Linked DNA regions of Macaca mulatta: all the other regions are linked to region 1. Evidence: chromatin contacts called from public Hi-C data. All regions are on one chromosome and are shown on one strand. The core of a region is the stretch at or near the end of the contact, and the rest is flanking DNA. Distances in the headings are between cores, read along the strand shown. Region 1 holds the start of ARFIP2 (ADP ribosylation factor interacting protein 2). Region 2 holds the start of FHIP1B (FHF complex subunit HOOK interacting protein 1B). Region 3 holds the start of MRPL17 (mitochondrial ribosomal protein L17).

Region 1 (3,425 bases), core at 358-2,857:
TTCATCTCTCTTCTGTGGCCACTAACTTCTCAAGGAGGCAGTGCCCAAAAGCCCTGTGGTTTTTTGATCCGTTGTACTTCGACAGCTTCTCCTTTCCCTAGATCCAGCAGAATTCTAGACATATAAGACATAGTTCACAAAACAACAGTTATGAACCAACAAATACTTGGTTCACGGTTATAAGCCATTGAAGTCAGTCAGACTTAAGGACAACTAGACAGAGCTCCCATTTTCTGTCATCTGGGCAGGAACCAATCTCCTTTTGTATCAAATGGCCTTCTGGTACATTCTGGAATCTTGCTTCCTCATCTATTTAGTGAGGCTAATACCGCTTACTTGTAGTTTTGTTGTAAACTAAGATAAAGCCTGACATATTACTCATTTTAAAATTGTACACACAGACCCTGCTTTAACCAGATGCCTGCAAATACTCAGGTTTTCCTTCTACATATAGAAGACAACTTATCAGCTGCCAGGGCTGAAGCCAGCAGATATGGCTAAATGACAGAACAAAGGATTATGCCAATAAAGTATGCAAAGCTTCCTTGCCCAGAATATAAATCAAACAGAGTAAAAAGCGAGTATATTGGCTCCAGGAAAAGGAGCAAGGACAGCCAGTTTTCAGGCGACCTCGAATTCTCTCCGTTTAGGATTCACCAACCCTAAGGTCCACTGGGTCCTTCAATCTGAGGGTCCATCCAGGGCCTTCCCTCCTGGGGTTGGAGATGGCTAGCTGCCTGATGGAGAGACCCCAGGCTGCTCAGCAGCAACGCCTGGCACAGCCGAGACAGCCTCGTAGTCTGCGATGCGGCGCTGTACCAGGGCAGGCATGAGCTGCACGTAAGCGGCCATGAGGCGGTGGTTGGAATGGATCAGCTTCCCAGCACAGCTGTGCAGACAGGCCTCCTAGAAGGAAGATAGGGTTTAAGCGGAGGACAAAGGTGTCCTGTCGGGCCCGCCTCCTTCCTTCCCCATGCACAGCCTAGGGGTGAGGGTCTGGGAAGGCCAGGACCAGAGGTAGGGGAAGTGGGGTGAGGAGGGAAGCAGTCTACCGCTAAACTCTGTTTGCAGCGTAACCTCCTTACACAGTTCCCCACCTCCTCAGCGTCCAGAGCTCGGTGGTGCAAGCTGGGCACACAACGCTGGAAGCAGAGTTCTGTCATCCGATTGTAGACCAACAGGAAGTCACGCAGCTGGGAGAAAACCGGGACCACGAACTCAGCGATATGTGCCCCACACTTCTACTCAAGGTCGCGCAGCCCAAAGTTTCCCAGGCCCGCGCACCATAACCCGAAGTTTCCAGCCCTCAGATCCCTGGCTCTATGGGGTTTCCGCGATGTGTGCAGGAATGCGAGCTGAACGTCTGGCCCCGAAACGACTTAGTTCTCACTCACGTTTCTCAGTTGCTGTTGCTGCTGCTGCTGCTCCATCACGCCACCGGCGCATGCTCTACGCCACTTCCTTTTCAGCTTCTCGGTGCCGCCCCGGAAGTAACCTCTCGCTGCTCTCGAGAACCAAGCTAGAGTATCGCCCTGCCCCGGCTTCGACGTCACTTCCGCCCTTATAATCTGCGACGTGGCCGGCTTCTTCTGCCCGGAGAGGACGTCACTTCCGCCGAGTCCCTGACCTGCTGCTAGGATCGCGACGGGAACTGGAGCCCGAGGTCCCCGCGCGGCCCGGGCCTGGCGCCCTGAGGGGAAGAGCGGCCCGGCCCGAGGTGAGAGGGACATGCTTGGGCGACGGGAAGTTGAACGCACAAACCTGTCCAGAGGGCAAGATGCCCCGAGCCCTGGGGAAGAATGAGGACACACCTGATGTCCAGGTGTATGGGGGTGGGGGCGGGGACTCACATACCTGGGAGACTGACTGTGGAAGGGATCACCGATATCCTGGTAAAGACAGGCTTTTGCCAGAGACTGGGAACATACACCAACTGATCTAACTAAGGCCTGGTGGGGAGGGCCCAAGGAAGAGGAGTTGTATGAGACGTAGGAGGGGAGACCCCCTGAAGGAAGGGGGAAGAAACACTAAAGGAGTGAGAAAGGCCAAGCAATGGAGAACAAACCTGAATGGGGGGTGAAGACCTGAGCCCTGGAAAGGGTCCATCTCCTGCTCAGCATAAACACGCCTGCATGGAGATAAGTTCTAAGAGAGCTACTTTCCCTCTTCACTGTTGTATTTTCATTGTCACAAATAGTACCTGACACAGAGTAGGCACTCACTAAATGTCTGCTGAATGACTGAATGAGTGTAGAATAATCACCAGAGGCCTGGTGAGGTTGGGGGCTTGTGAGAAGACACCGTGCTTTGGTGTGCCTGTGTACAAATGTGCATTTTGGAGGGGAGAAATACATATACCTGAAGAAAGGAATGATGACCAAACGCTGGGACACTCAAACCCTGGGACAGCCTTTAAAGAAATGACAGAGGAGGCTTCCTTCTTCTAGAGTGCTGGCCAGTGCCCAGAACTTCTGTGTTGGGCTTTGCAGGGTGCTGGGGTGGAGAGTTTTACTCCAATACCTTTCCTAGCCATGACGGACGGGATCCTAGGGAAGGCAGCCACAATGGAGATCCCTATCCACGGGAACGGTGAAGCCAGGCAGCTTCCTGAAGATGATGGGCTGGAGCAGGTGCTTCTGTTTGATTCTTCTAATTGTTTCAATTTAGGAATCCAATTTATAAATCCTGGGTTCTCACCCTCCATTCCAGTAGCCTTCCCCTGAACTTATCTGACTCCCTTAATTTTACATATCATTTTGATTCTGTGCAGACTTCCCTTGTGTAGTGTCTTTATGATGCTTGAATCCAAACTTGTTCCCACCTCCAAAATGCTTCTGCAGTCCCTATGTTCCTGAAGCAACCCCTCTTCTCTGGCCTATAGGACCTCCAGCAAGTGATGGTGTCAGGACCCAACCTCAATGAAACCAGCATTGTGTCTGGTGGCTATGGGGGCTCTGGTGATGGACTCATCCCCACAGGTATGAACAGAAACAGGAAGCTTGGGTGGAGGAGGGGACAGGAATGGTTTGGGGAAGCATAGGATATGTCTAGGAAAGCTTGAATAATGTCTGGAGATCTTAGGAACTTCTGCTTGTAGGAATCCCATGGACTCTCCTCAGCCCAAAAGCAACTCCCAGCATTGTCCATCCATTTCCCTTTTGCCACTTGGCCCCTGAAATGGCTCATTCGTCCTTTCCCTGCCACCACCTGAGTCAAGTTAAGACCTACTTCACAGGAATGCCCCCGCTCTACAGCTTGAGGCTGAGTTGGAACTTTGTGAGGCTTTTCAGAATTTTTAGATTCTAAAGTTTAGAGGAACAAACAGCCCTGAATCTCACACTAAGATTCCACATGGGAATGCAACCAGGTTTCTTGTTATCATGACCCACCATCCTTGACTCCTGCTGCCCCCAAACTCAGTGTAT
Region 2 (3,425 bases), core at 253-2,752, 250 kb after region 1:
ACTGCAGTTCTTATAGCACCTCCCACATGCTGTCCATTCTTCCTTTCTCTGGTATATGTTGATCCTTTGGTCTGAAACTTCGATTTCTTTTTAAATACTTTTTATTTGAACTAATTTTAGGCTTACAGAAAAGTTGTAAAAATAATACAGGGTTCTTATGAATTCCTTATCCATGTTCCCCTAACGTTATGATCTTATATAACTAGAGCACAATGATAAAAACCAGGTATTTAACATTGGCAAAATACTTTTTTTTTTTTTTTTTGGAGACGGAGTCTCACCCTGTTGCCCAGGCTGGAATGCAGTGGTGCCATATCGGCTCACTGCAACCTCCGCCTCCCAGGTTCAAGCGATTTCCCAGGTTCAAGCGATTCTCCTGCCCCAGCCTCCCAAGTAGCTGGGATTACAGGAGCACGTCACTACGCCCAGCTAACTTTTGTATTTTCAGTAAAGACGGGGTTTCACTATGTTGGTCAGGCTGGTCTCGAACTCTTGACCTCGTGATCCGCCAGCCTCGGCCTCCCAAAGTGCTGGGATTACAGGCGTGAGCCACTGCGCCCAGCCGGTAAAATACTTTTAAAACTACATACTTTATCTGAAACTTCTATTTTTCTATTTTAGTTTATCTTACTCTTGCTTGTTTCCCAAGACTCGGCTTAGACACCATCTCCTCCTGGAAATCTTCTTTAAGCTCCTTCACCATACCTTCCTCTCATCCTCTATACATACAAATCATGCTAAGTGCTGCTTCTAGATGGCCCCCGTAGTAATGCACTTATCACACTACGTTGCAATTCTCTGAGGTCCCGGAGAGCAGAGACTGGTTCTAACTGATCTGGAATCCAGCTGGGCATGCAGGTACTTATTCCGTGTTCCTTGACTAAGTGCTCAAGGGGTCACGGAGCAGCACAGCACAAAGGTGTTGGGCGAGCCAGGGGCAGTCATCGCTGGGGTACTAGAGACCAAGCTATGCACGACGAGGCAGCAAAATGAACTAGAATGCCCGCAGTCAGCCCTCTCCAGGCCTCGCTTTTCCGCAGGCCGGGCCCACCTAATGATTCCTCCTGTCTTTTCGTGATAGCCACGCCCCTCATGCCCACTCTTCCACTCCACGCGTCGCCCGGAATCCGTGGCCCCACCCCTTTCTCGTCTTTCTTCCGGCTCCATCTCTCTCAAGCCCCGCTCTTCTGATCTTTCCCTGCCTGTAAAAGTCGCGTCTCTCCTTAGGTCCCGCCTTCTGCCCTCTGGTTCGACCTTTCCTTCCCGGGCTCCGCCTCCGCTCTGCGGGCCTCCACCTTCCCTGAGGCCTTCCCCTATGACACGCCGGAGTCCCTCTGAGGGGCGGGATTTACGTACGAAGGGGCGGAACCAAGAGGAGAGGCGGTGCTCCTCCCTCGGATAGCCGTCGGCGATCCCGCCCCTGCGTTCAGCCGTTGCCAGGAAACAAGCGTCCTTGCTCCGGTTTGGTCGGGCTCAGCCAATGAGCTGGCACGCCATTGCCCAGTCGTGCGTCGCCGGGCGGTTACGTGTGGTGCGCGGGGGCGCGGACTGCGTGTGGCGTGGGGCGGGGCGCGGTTGGTGCGCCTGAGAAGCGATGGCGGCGGTCTGAACTCACCTAACACTGCCGCAACAAGCGGGCCCGGCCAGGTTCGGCGTTCCGTGAGTGAACAGTACGCATGGGCCAGAGGGCCTGGAGAGGCAGGCGCTTGGGAGGATGAGAGACTGGGAAAAGACAGTGCCGGGTTTGGTTACTGTACTGGTTGTGAGGTGTTGGCAGGTGGTGAGGGTCCGGGTGTGAGTGGCTAAGATAAGAGAAGGAAGATGAGAGCTTACAGGTGAGTGGACAAATGAGGGGCTGTGAGAGGCTGGCTGCTTTCGGAGGTGCCAAGTTGAAGGGACTCCTGAACGCGGTTTACTAAAGCTGGGGCCACTGAGGGCTGAGTTGAAGGATACTCTGGGACTAGTGTGAGGGGGTAAGGCCTGCGCGAGGAGAGGGAGAGTCAAAGGCGCAGCTGGGAGCCTGCGGGGTGGCGGCAAATTGGTGAGGGAGTTAAAGGCGGGGCATGGATGGAGGGAATTAGGGCTGTGAGACTTGGATAAAGGTGAGAGGTTGATTCTGAGGCCTCCCTCGATGGACTGTCATGTTCAGTAAGAGCAATAGTTTAGGCGAAGTAGGGCAGCTTGGATGGAAGTGTTGTGCACCTGACTCCTCTGCTCCCATGGACTTTCCATATTCTGGAGGACAAGAAAATGAAGGTGTGTTGGGCAGTAGTACTATGGTAATGAAAATAATATTTGAGGCTCAGTCTTCAGCAGAGTAATCACTGAAACTTCAGTTCCTTCGACTCCCTCCTCTGGACTGCATAGTTGAAGATGGGCCCTCTCATGAAGGGTTTTGCGCTGTGACAGCTTGTGTTTTCTCTCTACCTCCTTCTGGACAACCTTATTCGACTGCTGCTCCTTACCTGTGCTTAACTGTGGGTCTTTGATTGGACTGACCATATTCAGTTGCTAATTCTACTTTTATGGAGGTCATATGGTTTGCCCTATACAGCACTGTATTTAGGGTTCCGAACAGGGTGGCCTTGCTGTCCTTTCTTACAGTTGAATGTTTTAAAAAGCTAGCATATATTATATTTAAAATGTATGTTTGATGAGTTTTGACATGTGTAAACATCTGTGAAACCCATCATCACTCTCAAGATACTGAACATTTCAACCACCTGAAAATTCATCTCTTCATCTCCACACCCTGTAATTGGGTTCATCTTACTAGCATTCTTTTAGGTCCTCTTCTCCCCACCAACCCAAATGCACATGAAATTCTGGAAAGTTGTGTTGGCATTCAGTGATAACGGCCGCTTTCATACTACTAAATTTTCCTCTCTACTGCTAGTCTGTCATGGGGTTGGGACATCCTGATTCTTTCCACACTCAGGAAGAGTTAAGTCTTTCCTTAACTCTACATTGGACAGGGCGAAACCATTCCCCGAGAATTAGACAGCCTCAGTCCCCATTATTTTCCAGAGTCAGCTTCAGAGCCGACTCCTCTGTCCTGTGGTATATTCTCATTGCTTCTTTCTGGAGGACAAACAGGCCTCCATATTGGTAGAACACTTGGCAACTTGCCCAGACAGTCAGAACTTATAGTTCAGAGTTTAGAGTAGTGATTCCTAAACACTGGACCAAGGACCCTGTACATGATAAAATTATCATCTATCCAAGATGGAGGGAGAGAAACAAAGACAGCATGGTTAGTTATAAGATAAATTTATTATCAGAGATTATCATTCATATTCTTTTGGTGTTGAAGTGCTCTTTCATTGATGCAGTAATGGTAACAGTAGATGGTGGGTTAAAAAAAGATCTAATTTATGTAAATAAAAAGTGACAACCCAATTTTTAATTTAAAAAATTATTTCTAT
Region 3 (3,425 bases), core at 686-3,185, 200 kb before region 1:
TGGAGGTTGCAGTGAGCCAAGACCACGCCATTGCACTCCAGCCTGGGCAACAAGAACGAAACTGCGTCTCAAAAAAAAAATTCTGGTGAAAATATCTTAGTGAAATTTTTCAACTGCAAAGACAATTGTAAACTACAAGAATTGTTCCCAAAGAAACAAAATATGAATGGTAATTGTAATTTCTGTAATTTATTGTAAATTTCTTTGTGAAGTGTGATTTGTATAAATCTCTGTCAATGTATTTATATGTTCATGACTTTTCCTCTTTGCCTATTTGTTCCTTCATATTAAAGAAGCTTTTCAAAATTAAAATTAGCAAAGAGATGTTCTTTGGTCACCTAGAAGCTGACAGAGTGACAAATCTATACGTCTACTGCATATGTACACGTAAAGAGGAGTGAATTCATTTCCTAAGACTGCTGTAACAAACTATCACAAACTGTGGAACTTAAAACAGCAGAAATTTATTGTTTTGTGGCTCTGGAGGCTAGAAGTAAGAAAGCAATGTGTTAGCAGCAGGGTCATGCTCTCTGACGGATCTGAAAAAGAATACGTTTTATACCTTTCCCTTGGCTTCAGGTGTGCTCCAGCAATCAATCTTTGGAGTTCATTCACTGATTTGCAACTGCTGAACTCCATAATCTCTGCTTTCAAGGTCACATGGCTTTCTCCCTATATGTCTCTGTCTTTACCTGGTCAGCATTACCCTGAGTGTCCATCTGTCTCTCTTCATACGCTTTTTTTTTTTTTTTTTTTTTTTTTCTTTTTTGAGATGGAGTCTGACTCTGTCGCCCAGGCTAGAGTGCAGTGGCCTCATCTCAGCCCACTGCAACCTCGCCTCCTGGGTTCAAGCTATTCTCCTGCCTCAGCCTCCCGTGTAGCTGGAATTACAGGCATGAGCCACCACACCCGGCTAATTTTTGTGTTTTTAGTAGAGACGTGTTGGCCAGGCTGTTGGCCAGCATGTTGGCCAGGCTGGTCTCGAATTCCTGACCTCAGGTGATCCGCCCGCCTCGGCCTCCCAAAGTGCTGGAATTACAGGCGTGAGCCACCGTGCCCGACCTGTATATATGTATGTACGTATATATGTATCTATCTATCTATCTATCTGGCCACTAGGCATTTTGGATTAGGTGCCCACCTATACCCGTATGGCTTCATCTTAACAAATTACATCTACAATGACCCTATTTCCACATAAGGTCACATTCTGAGTTACTGCAGGTTAGGACTTAACACAGCTTTTTGGGGACGGGAAGAATCACGAGGGAAGACACAATTCAACCCATAACAAGGAATAATTTTGACAGTTATTGCCAATTTGCAGATGTTAAGGCTCAAAAACAAACTACAATATTACTGTTCATTAACACACAAATGTGTAGGTATGTTTTTTCCCCTTAAAAAAACACACTGGTGTAATTAAAAACAATCCACTACTTTTCCCTTTAGCGCTGTAAATTTTTTAACTGGAATGATTACTTCAACAAAAGAAAAATTTCACTATCTGCGTTTCTTTTCCGGTCATCGTTATTATCCGTTTTACTATTACTACTGAAAATCACTGTTAAAAACGATGCGTACAGGTGTCAACAAGGCTAGCTGTTCACTGCTGGACCCCGTAGGGCCGTCAGCCCGCAGGGCTCCGACCCCTCCGGGTGCCTTTCTCCTCAGACGCTCTCTTTCCCAGGAGGCTCCGCGGCGGAGCGTCCCATCGCCCTAAAAGCCACTGGCTGACGCAGCCAAAAAAAAAAAAACCCCGATGGCCCGCTTATCCCACACTAGGGGGCGCCTGCTTCTCCGGCCGCCACAGAGCGCTCTGGATGCCTGAAGCCCGCCCAGCTCGCCGCCTCTAGAAAAGCTCAACACCATTTCTCCGCCCTTCCCGAGATTGCCAACGAGGCAGGCTCTGATGCGCATGCGCAAACACGTTCGCCACGCTCGGAGCTAAGGCGCATGCGTCCCCTGAAATTGCCGCCACCCGGTCTACCTTCCAGTTTCCAGTTCCGGCCTCCAAGGGGCGGGCAGAAGCTGGAAACATGCGGCTGTCGGTCGCTGCAGCCATCTCCCATGGCCGCGTATTTCGCCGTCTGGGCCTCGGTCCCGAGTCCCGCATCCATCTGTTGCGGAACTTGCTCACAGGGCTGGTGCGGCACGAACGCATCGAGGCACCATGGGCGCGTGTGGACGAGATGAGGGGCTACGCGGAGAAGGTGAGGAGCGGGGCCCTCTTGTCCACTCTGCGGGTCTAGTCTGAGGGGGCGGGGCCGGCTGCAAGTGGAAAGGGACTGGGACCAACCTGGTAAACCATTCCCCAAGTCTGAGTCTTCTAGGACCCTCAGCTGAACCCGCCCCTCCATCGCCTCTAATGGAAGACTGGTTAGGGCTGCGGAGTTAAGAGATGGCGTAGATTGGAGATGGTTTGCTAGTGGAAAGAATGCATTGCGGTCCGGTATTAGAGAAATTAGATTGGCACCTTGTTTTCTTGCTCGGTTGGATCCGTGATGTTATGTCCTCACAGCTCATCGACTATGGGAAGCTGGGAGACACCAACGAACGAGCCATGCGCATGGCTGACTTCTGGCTCACAGTGAGTGCGTCCTATCGGCCTTCAGAATCCCACCCTTTACTCCCTAGGGGTAGGGGTTGGAAGAAGGAGAACTGTGCAGAATTAAGCTTGGGTACTCACTTATGGGCCAATGTTGTTAACTAAATTAGAAACTGTGTCTTAAGTTAGTTGAAGTCGATGTCAATATACCTCTGCACAACTGCCTATAAACGACTCCTTTGTGTAACATTGACTCTACCAGATTGGTGAGGGGCGGGGGAGGTCTTTCTATGTGTGGATGGACCTTATCTTTGGGAGTGGCCTAAAGTTAAATGCCTCTGCAGTTTTCCCTGACTCTTCTGTCTCTTGGATAATTCTCCCTCTAGGAGAAAGACTTGATCCCAAAGCTGTTTCAAGTTCTGGCCCCTCGATACAAAGATCAAAATGGGGGCTACACAAGAATGCTGCAGATCCCAAATCGGAGTTTGGATCGGGCCAAAATGGCAGTGATCGAGTATAAAGGGAACTGCCTCCCACCCCTGCCTCTGCCTCGCAGAGACAGCCACCTTACACTCCTAAACCAGCTGCTGCAGGGTTTGCGGCAGGACCTCAGCCAGAGCCAGGAAGCAAGCAACCACAGCTCCCACACAGCTCAAACACCAAGGATTTAACTGGATCTGAAGAGTCTGCAGCCCTTAATCAGTGCCCATGATCACAGGCCTTTGGAGCGCTTTTACTCTCTGAGAAGAACTGGAGCTAGAGATGTAAAATGGACAGTCTTAATGGGATTGAGAACCTTCTGGGAGCCAGATGACCCTCTCTTTGCACAATAGATAAAAGTCTTTATATGAATATATATAAGTTCATTTCTTTTTTC

Evidence for each region. Hi-C and Micro-C count contacts between places; a contact is called where the count stands out from the background.
Region 2: a Hi-C map of blood shows a contact between it and region 1, with 5 times the contacts expected there. The contact joins the promoter of FHIP1B here to the promoter of ARFIP2 in region 1. A contact is called at or near these places in 4 of 14 Hi-C or Micro-C datasets (CD4 T cells, blood, fetal cortex germinal zone and 1 more).
Region 3: a Hi-C map of blood shows a contact between it and region 1, with 4 times the contacts expected there. The contact joins the promoter of MRPL17 here to the promoter of ARFIP2 in region 1. A contact is called at or near these places in 2 of 14 Hi-C or Micro-C datasets (blood and cortical neurons).

The regions. Positions count from the first base shown.
Region 1 is chr14:59,303,177-59,306,601 of T2T-MMU8v2.0, forward strand. ARFIP2 (ADP ribosylation factor interacting protein 2) reads left to right here and starts at 1,608. Exons shown (of 8, transcript XM_015114974.3): 1 at 1,608-1,717; 2 at 2,530-2,630; 3 at 2,882-2,978. The coding sequence starts at 2,532. It overlaps TIMM10B (translocase of inner mitochondrial membrane 10B), which reads right to left and starts at 1,449. Exons shown (of 4, transcript XR_013404052.1): 1 at 1,285-1,449; 2 at 1,098-1,193; 3 at 662-906; 4 at 1-114.
Region 2 is chr14:59,554,666-59,558,090 of T2T-MMU8v2.0, forward strand. It overlaps FHIP1B (FHF complex subunit HOOK interacting protein 1B), which reads left to right and starts at 1,503. Exons shown (of 12, transcript NM_001194481.2): 1 at 1,503-1,670.
Region 3 is chr14:59,100,085-59,103,509 of T2T-MMU8v2.0, forward strand. MRPL17 (mitochondrial ribosomal protein L17) reads left to right here and starts at 1,936. Exons shown (of 3, transcript NM_001193734.2): 1 at 1,936-2,213; 2 at 2,522-2,590; 3 at 2,935-3,425. The coding sequence starts at 2,040. The coding sequence ends at 3,219.